Linked DNA regions of Mus musculus: region 1 is linked to region 2. The links are chromatin contacts, called in public ChIA-PET maps. All regions are on one chromosome and are shown on one strand. The core of a region is the stretch at or near the end of the contact, and the rest is flanking DNA. Distances in the headings are between cores, read along the strand shown. Region 1 overlaps Efcab11 (EF-hand calcium binding domain 11). Region 2 has its middle 19 kb from the start of Foxn3.

Region 1 (4,080 bases), core at 658-3,157, 330 kb before region 2:
CATTAAATATATTTATATTGAGTTAAACTTTGTCTAAATCAGAGAAGAGGAAATACTGCTATTAGCACTGGCAGCTATGAACATATCTGACATTATTCATAGGACAACGTGGCTTTAGAGTTTGGACAGAGTGAATCTTGCCTGGAGTTTTCTGTAAGTCTGTAACCTCTTGTGTTGTAAGAGGAAAGGAAGCACCACTTTCTCTCTGTATAACTAGAAAACCCAGGACCTTCGAAGGCTATTGCAGAGTGATAGGAACTGTCAGATCCTAAAGCTTAACTCTGCCCACTCCCTTCCTAGACATCTCTGTCTCCACTGGTGAGAATGGAAACACAAGTCTGTGTGTACCCTGTTGTGTAAGTTAGCTTACAATTTAATTTGCTTTGACAATATCCCAGTGTTCTAAAGCTCAATGTTCTTTAAAAGTATTTATTTGGGCACATATAAAAGAAAACAACAACCTATGTTTGTGAACCATTGAGCTGTTGGAGTTCTGTCTTGTGGCTTAAGGGTATTTTGGGGTAACTTATCATAGCTTAACAAATCAAATGCATTGTGACATAGTGAAAAATACAATGTAGCTCACTGAAGCATTTAAATTGAATAAAGAATATTATTTTGTAGGATTATGCTGTAGTTGGTGTCACTACATACATGAGAGGTGTTAGAGAAAGTTATCCCTGGGATGTGGTTCTGGAAGGAGTCAACATCTGGGTCAGCAAGGAAATTAATAGCAAGCAGCCCAAGGTTGTGGTGAGGGGTTTCTTTCTAATTATTTAGATAAAATTGAATGAAGACACAAAAAAGAGGCCAAAGAGAAAGTAGCCATGTGATACGAGTCTGTCCACCAGAGCTTAACAAAAGCAGTAAGGAACAGAAAATCTGGGTTAAATACAATAGCTGCTCATCAAAGGACCAAATGATGGGATAGTATGTGTTAGCCAAAACAGGATCAAAAGAAACCAGAAATGACAGTCTAGGTTAGTTCAAATCTGGGCAAAGTAGAAGAAAGAAATAATGCCCAGTAGACAGTGTTCAAAGACGAAGAATGCACATCTCAATGTTATGCACATTGCTTAGCAACAACATCAAAAAATAAAATAAAATAAAGGGAAGTGCAGAAGACAAAGGAGGAAGAGACGCATGCCTGTGATGTAATCTGCTACAAGGTTAAAATGAGAAAAGCCATGACAGAAAATGAACTGAAACCTTGGGTGAACAATGACATTCATTATTGTCACCTAGGCAAGTTCCTTTAAAAGTTAGACTCATTAAAATAACTGGCCACTGTAAAGATATTGATTGCCATTTAAAATACACTTCATGTTCTTTCATAAATACAGTAGAAATATGTTTTATATTTGTGTGATTTAATGTTTTAAATACACATGTATGTTAATATAATATATGAAAAATAAGTGGAAATTCCTAAAGATAGTTTAGGATGGCATTTGGCAATGATTTTCATCCTATATCTTGGACAGGAATTGTTGCTTTGCCTATATCTAATGCTTTAAATATTTGGACAGTGGTTAGAATCCAACCTGCTTGTAAAGTTCAAAAGTACCTTTATATAAATAAAAGCTTCTAAAGGCCAGTGGATGCATTTAAAAATAAGTCAATTAATTCATCCCATATGCAGCAGTTAAGATAAGACGTGTTTCCAATGTACAAACTTGGCTTTGACCTTGTAAAAACTGAAAGCGGTATGAACCCCACATTCCACAGCCACCACAGGCTTCCTCTAATAAAAGGATTACTGTCTTAAACATTCCTCAGAGCCATCTTTGTATGCTCTGTCTGCAAAATAGAATTTTTCTTGGTAATTGTCTTGAAATCGTAGAGCTCCCGTGTTTTGGTAAGCAAGCCACATCCTGCAGCAATAGAGAAGAGATGTAGAGCAGTGACCAACATAGACACAGTTCAGCCAAAGTAGTCATAGCCAGACTCTCCATGCTGAAGTTTTGGGCTTAAATGTTTTACTGGGCTAGGGAGATGTTTTAGTGGTAAAGCATTGGCTGTGTGAGTGTAAGGAACTGAGTTCAAATCCCTAGGATTCACTTAAAACTAGAAATGATAGCACAGGTTGTCTGTGCCTACAGGGAGGCGAGAGCTGAGGACAGGAACAGGAAGCCCTGCAGTCTAGGCTGTCTTCAGTCCCTGATGAAAGGGTACATTCTGTCTTCTGTCCCTGCTGAAGGGGGACATTCTGTCTTCTGTCCCAGCTGAAGGGGGACATTCTGTCTTCTGTCCCTGCTGAAGGGGACATTCTGTCTTCTGTCCCAAATGCTCTGAATACCTCAGACCTGCTCACCCTTTCTTCTACAACATTCATGATGTCACCATCTACCACTTATCCGTCGTGGGAACCTTTAAAAGCTAATTTCTTTTCTTGACCACTGGTCACCAAGCTGTATCTAAATCTGCCATCTATCTATCCCCGTTTCTTTCCACCCCACTATCTCTGATCCGTGATATATTGTCTGCTGTCACAAAAGATCATGGGCTGGATGTTTTGAACACCAGAATTTATTTTCTCGGGGTCCTGCAGGCTAGGTCTGAGATGAAGTGTCAGTAGGGTCACTCCACTGAAGCTACTCCCCCTGCCTCGTCGATGATGACTGTGTCCTCTGTGTCTTCGTGTGTTCTTCCCTCTGGATGTGTTTGTATCCAGTTCCCTCCTTAAAACACTAGTTTAGTCCCTGTGTCCCACAAAGGCACACAGCCCCCCACACACACACACACACATGCACACGTGCACACAATACATAGATTAAAAAAAAAAAGAGTAGCCATCCTCAGCAGAGCCCGTTCCGTCCAGTTTGAGTGCTTCTCCACCTTTCTCCACCAAGCACTGTGTGCACAGCCCTCCACAGCCTCCTACACACCATACATCCAGAGCTCACAGTCTCTGTGCTCTCATGCCAGACACAGAGTCGCACAGTCTCTGCAAGCTCTGACACTAGACACAGAGTAGCAGTGCAACCCTTCCCCAGCTTCTCTGAAGGAAGAAAAAAAAATGAGTGCAGATTGTCAGAAAGGTGTACAGATTGTGGGCACTGGTACATTAGTAGTGACACGGGAAATCCGAGGGAGCCAGGGGAAAAGGTATAAATTGCAGGATAATATCCAGGGGAGGTCGGTGTGTTAGTAATGCAGAGGATATGATGGACTTAAAGGAAGGGTCTGAATTACAGGGTAATGGAGAGGGGAGGTCAGTACATTAGTACCATGAGTAAACTGACCAGTTGGGAGGAAACGGTGCAAACGGTGCAAACTGTAGGGTACCATGAAGCAGGGGCGGCTCTGTCCAGAGCCTCCCACACAGCAGGAAGTCTTCCTTCCCCCTCAGACACCTTTCAGTGTTTTTTAAAGTTCCATCTCATAGTAGGCCTTTGTCTTTTACAACTGTTAATTAAATTTCAAACTATTGTTACAGGGGAAAATTATTGCTCTTGCTTAAAAATCGGAGGCAGGAAGATTCCCTCAAAACCTCTAACTGCCTGAGCCTAGGAGCCTCAGGTCGGGGCTAGACAACACCAATCTGTTGGGGGAGGGAGGACCAACATGACCCTCCCACTCCTCTGACAGGCTCTGTAAATAGGACTGTTGTTTCCATGTTCGAGAAAGAATTTTAAATAGCCTTGCTATTTTTAAAATTAATCCCTTTAAGCATAGCATGCTAGGGAGCTAGGTTTCATGAGCCTCCTTTGTTGCTTATGAGCCAGGCAGTAAGTATTCGTAGGATTTCTTCTCAAAGTTAGGTGTGTTTATACATACAGCCTGGGGAGATAAAGGTGGTGTCTGCCTCTCCCAAAGGCGCTGTTGCTTCCCTCAAAGATTCATGTGTTAGATACCTAGTCCCTAGAATAATGATGTTAAGAGGCAAGCTGAGGGCTAGAGAGATGATGGGTCAGGAGTTAGGAGCACGGGCTTCACTTCTCTAGGACCCAGGTTCAATTCCTAGTGCCTACATGATAGTTCACAAGTGTCTGTAACCATGGTCCCAAAGAATTCAACGCTGCCTTCTGGACTTCACAGCCATCAGGCATACACAGAGACACACAGAGGCAAAGCTTT
Region 2 (4,233 bases), core at 1,249-3,748:
CTGAAACAGAGCCTGCCTCTCCCAGAGCCTGTGGGTGATCCATGGGCTTGTGGCTGTCTGAGAGGTGCTGGGCTAGAGCCATCTGGGGCTTTGAGCATCAGAGGCCCTGGGGGATGCCTGAAGTTTGCACACGTTCTATCTAGGCTGGCTTCATCATTTTCCCTGTGAGTAGGTTAGGATGATGTTCACAGTCTTTGCTTAGCCTGGCCCTTCTGCTTTTCTAAGGGGGTGACTTCTACCACCACCTTGCCTGTCCGTCAAAGCAGACTGTCTCTGGAGTTGTGTGGACAGGAAGGAGCATCAACAAGCTGATATTCTGGGCATTGTGGGATTTCCAGGCTGTTCTCCTTCAGTGTGTTCAGAAGAGAGTCACTTCCCTCTAGCAGAATATTGGAGGTACACCAAGACTGACCCATAATTATCCTGCCTTCTCTGTACACACATCCCACAGTAACCTACCCTCTACAGCAGGTGTATGTCTTGAACTGTATACCAGGCCATTTCCCTGAATAAATGCTCATCATCTTTTGCTAGATTATTTATGGGCCCAGTAGTAGGAAGGCTGGTTGCCTTGGAGGACTGTGAAAATATTGGCTATCATAATAAATATAGGTATTCTGTGGAACTGACTGGTCCATGCTAGGTTCAGGCATCATCTTACCTTACCCTCTCCGGATGGGATGAAGCCCACAGCTCCATGGCCTGGCTACAGAGCCTGGAGTCTTACAGTTCTAATTCTGACTCAACTGTTATTAATACCTGAGGGATTTGGGTCTACAAATCACTACACTGCTTACTGATAAAATGGGATTATGATATTTTTCTTATTTCACAGTTAGGTTGCTGCAGCTTCATTATCTAAATGCTTTGAAAAGCTATTCTTAAATGTGTGATCTCTGAGCTTACGTCACTATAGACTGGCACAGCCTTGTGTGGGGGTGTGTGTGGGTGTATGCATGTGAGCGTTCGTGTGAATGAATGTGGGGGGGCAGTGTGCCACTGAGCTCATGGAGGGGTCAGAGGACAGCCTGAGGTGTCTGTCCTACTCTGCATGGATTACTTGGAGCAGAGGCACCAGCAAGACATTACTCTTTCCTTGCTGTTTCTGAATTAGCCGCACACATCCCTTTATATGTGTATATCAGCAGCATGACCTAATAAAGTTAGAGTCCGTATCTTTCAGACTGTGTTTAGAGTATCCCCTTACAGTAAAGTTAAGACAGGGTGATGTGTGGTTTATAATCCGATAGAAAGAACAGTTCGGCCAAGCCTTCGCTCCACTCTTGAATGATTATTGGGTCTTGGTTTTTAGATGTCAAATTCTCAAATTTCTCCAGTGTTTCCTGGCTTGCTAAGGACTGTCACAGAAGGCAGTCCTCATTTGTCACTGTTACTTTCTATCCATGGGGCAACTTGATCATTCTTTCCCCTGCCCGGCAGCTCCTTACGTTACCACCCTGGAATTCCACATGAGGTGGCTATGGTCTAGTGTGCTTCAGACCCTCACCACTGTGCTTTGAGGGTGACTTTCTGGAGTCTCCTCACTGGCTGCGGTATCAGTCGCTGCCCATGCCGCTCAAGGCAGATGGGTTAGGGACAGTAGTTGGTGAGGTGGGCTAGAGTCAAGCAAATACTACCATCAGAACAGTAACACTGTTGGCCATACTTTGTTAGGCTGCAGAGAAAAGATCTGGCTATTACAACCCCATCAGGAGGTAATTCATGTATCACACACCTCCCCACACCTGTTGTAATTCACTGCCTGAGATGGAGGTCATCCCAGATCTCAGATGCTGCTATCCTGGCGATGATGTGCGTGCTTGACCACGGGTTCATTTGTCTGCCTCAGGAGCTCTTGGAGAGCTTTGGGTGCTGGATCCAAGAGAGGGGCTCTGGGTCAGAGTTGAATTAATTGGGGTCAGAGGAGAGGGGTCCCTGGCTACAGATGCTGTGAGAAGACGTGTGCTTGGTAGGAGGAGTAGATTCTCACGTGTCATCTTAGGGACATGCCATGCCAAAGAGAGGATGTCTGTGAAGCCTCAGCTCCCAGACTCCCTCCAGACCTGAGGTTCTAGTTTGTTTCAGATGGAGGATGGGGTCAAGGGGAGGAGTAGAATAATGGTGGTGGCTAGACAGGGCTGAAGCAGAGGTGCCAGCCTTCTCTCCTGGAGCCACGGTTCTGGAATTATTCTCTTCCTGTCCTTCAGGGATGAGCGCATTCCCCTGTTCGCTGAGCTAATGGAGGTGTTTGCCCACTGAGAACCGTGGCCAGGTCAGATCCAAAACCAAAGCCCCTCCTCACCAATGTTGTGGTCAGGTTTCTCAGCTCTGTCACAAGTCCACATTCACTTCCTCCCCCGCCCCCGCCCTCCCAAGCATGGAAAACAAAGTACTCGGTTTTTGGACTCTTTTTGTGGTGACGTCGCCAGCCTGTACTTGCGGTGGTTTGGGTCTCAGACATGTGGCTTGGTGAGCGAGCCAAGCGCGAGGCGATGGAGTTTGTTCTTATGTGAGTTAGTGCCCTCTGCAAGCACGGAAGTGGATTAGCCGTGCACACGACCACACAGTCTTTTGTGTGGTCTCTGACGGAATGACCCAGTTAGAGGCCTGGCCCAGGGACAGATGGGCAGGGCTGAGGAGCTCTGACAGGGCTCCTTCCCAGTTCTGTTACAGGGGTCCCTCCCATCCCTCTCTGGGTGCACACCACCATCAGAGCCAGAGGGAGAGTCCCTGCCCGTGGGCTTGGCTTTTGCCCATTTCCTTTGTGGCTGCTCAGATAAACAGAAGGGTGCAAGCAGCGGATCCGATGAGCGTGATAGGAGAGATGATTGATTTCACAGCATTGCTGGTCGGGTTTGGAGGCAGCCATTGCGAGGCCCCGCAGCTTTTCATCCATGGTCACCAAACTTGAGCATTTTTTTTTTTTTTTTTTTAGGAAATCTCTTTGTGAATACACTCAATGTGGCCAGAGCCATCATCCCTCCCTTAGCAGTGACGCAGAGGACTGCTGGGCTCTATGTCCAGTAGCCTATCGAGAATCACACTTGAACTAGCCAGGCTGCCCTGGGAGGCTAGCCCCTGACGTCCTCGTGTAATTGTCTCACACATGGGCAAGTGGTTCGATCTATAAAACGTGTGGTTGCTACGAATGACTGTTGTTGGTAAGGAGAGCTGGAAGCATTCTCTTTTCTAGATTACCTTTCAAATATTCAAATCCATGCACCAGCAGCATATGGCTAGAATCCCTGCCGCACCCCCCAACCCCTCCACTCAGATGTCTTCCAATGTGCTTCAATGAATTCCAAAGCCACATCAGGTTTGCATTTTGAAAATGCCAACTGTATACTAACTGAATGTGAGAGATGAAGAAATCGTTCATATTTTTTTTTAAAGAAATGGTGTTTCTGCATTCATATAGAAACCAGCTGTATGGATTTCTTTCTCTTTTTTCTATCTTTTTTTTTTTTTAGCATAGTGGTTCATTTACATTTTGATATTGTTGAATAAATAATGTCACTGAGGGGTTCTTAGCTAATTTTCAGTACGGCAGACCACGGCTGGACCTGTCACGCCCCCTCAGCCTCCTCAAATTTAGGTCTAGAAGTACAACTCCATTTGCTGTCTTCCTTCCTTCCTTCCTTCCTTCCTTCCTTCCTTCCTTCCTTCCTTCCTTCCTTCTTTTCGGAGGGATTTGAGACAGGATTTCTTTATGTAGCCCTGGCTGTCCTAGAACTCACTCTACTGTAGGCCAGGCTGCCCTCGAACTCACAGACATCCAACTGCCTCTGCCTCCTGATTGCTGGGATTAAAGGCCTGCACCACCATAACCTGGCTGTAACTCCATTTTCTTGTTGCTGGGGGTTGAGCTTAATTTGCGGGTGCTCTTTCTGCTTTTGTTTCTTGCTGGCTGTATTGATGGCTGTTCTTGTTCCTTGACAGGATGCCTCGGGAAAGTAACTTAAGGATTTGAGGATACAGTCCATTATTCTGGGGAGGCAGGACAGCAGGCACAGGTCTTCTTGTGGCAGCAGGAATGTGAGGCAGCTGGTCATATCGCATCCACAGTCAGCAAACAGTGACGGATGCTGCTGCTCCATCTGCTCGCTCCTTCCTATTCACTCTGAGACCCCAGTTTTGGTGACATCTGGGACCCTAGCCCACAGGGTGGTACCTCCCTCATTCAGGATAGGTGATCCTTTTTTTCAGTTAAACCTTTCTAAAGATGCCCTCATA

The links. ChIA-PET counts read pairs in DNA pulled down with a chosen protein or histone mark.
Region 1: a contact with region 2 is called in an RNA polymerase II ChIA-PET map of memory CD8 T cells, with 5 read pairs. The contact joins two enhancer-like sites. A contact is called at or near these places in 1 of 115 datasets of contacts at active chromatin or transcription factors (memory CD8 T cells) and 3 of 9 other capture datasets (adipose tissue, liver and pancreatic islet).

The regions. Positions count from the first base shown.
Region 1 is chr12:99,793,153-99,797,232 of GRCm38.p6, reverse strand. All of the region lies in intron 5 of Efcab11 (EF-hand calcium binding domain 11), which reads left to right. Among named protein-coding and RNA genes, the nearest start is that of Efcab11, 88 kb to the left of the region's middle. Within about 2 kb of position 1,907, at least 84 of the 459 cell types and tissues checked have an H3K27ac peak or open chromatin away from gene starts, as enhancers often do. A contact at or near this core is called in adipose tissue and memory CD8 T cells, where this site is marked.
Region 2 is chr12:99,466,481-99,470,713 of GRCm38.p6, reverse strand. It overlaps a transcript of Foxn3 not described here. Among named protein-coding and RNA genes, the nearest start is that of Foxn3, 19 kb to the right of the region's middle. Within about 2 kb of position 2,498, at least 149 of the 459 cell types and tissues checked have an H3K27ac peak or open chromatin away from gene starts, as enhancers often do. A contact at or near this core is called in adipose tissue and memory CD8 T cells, where this site is marked.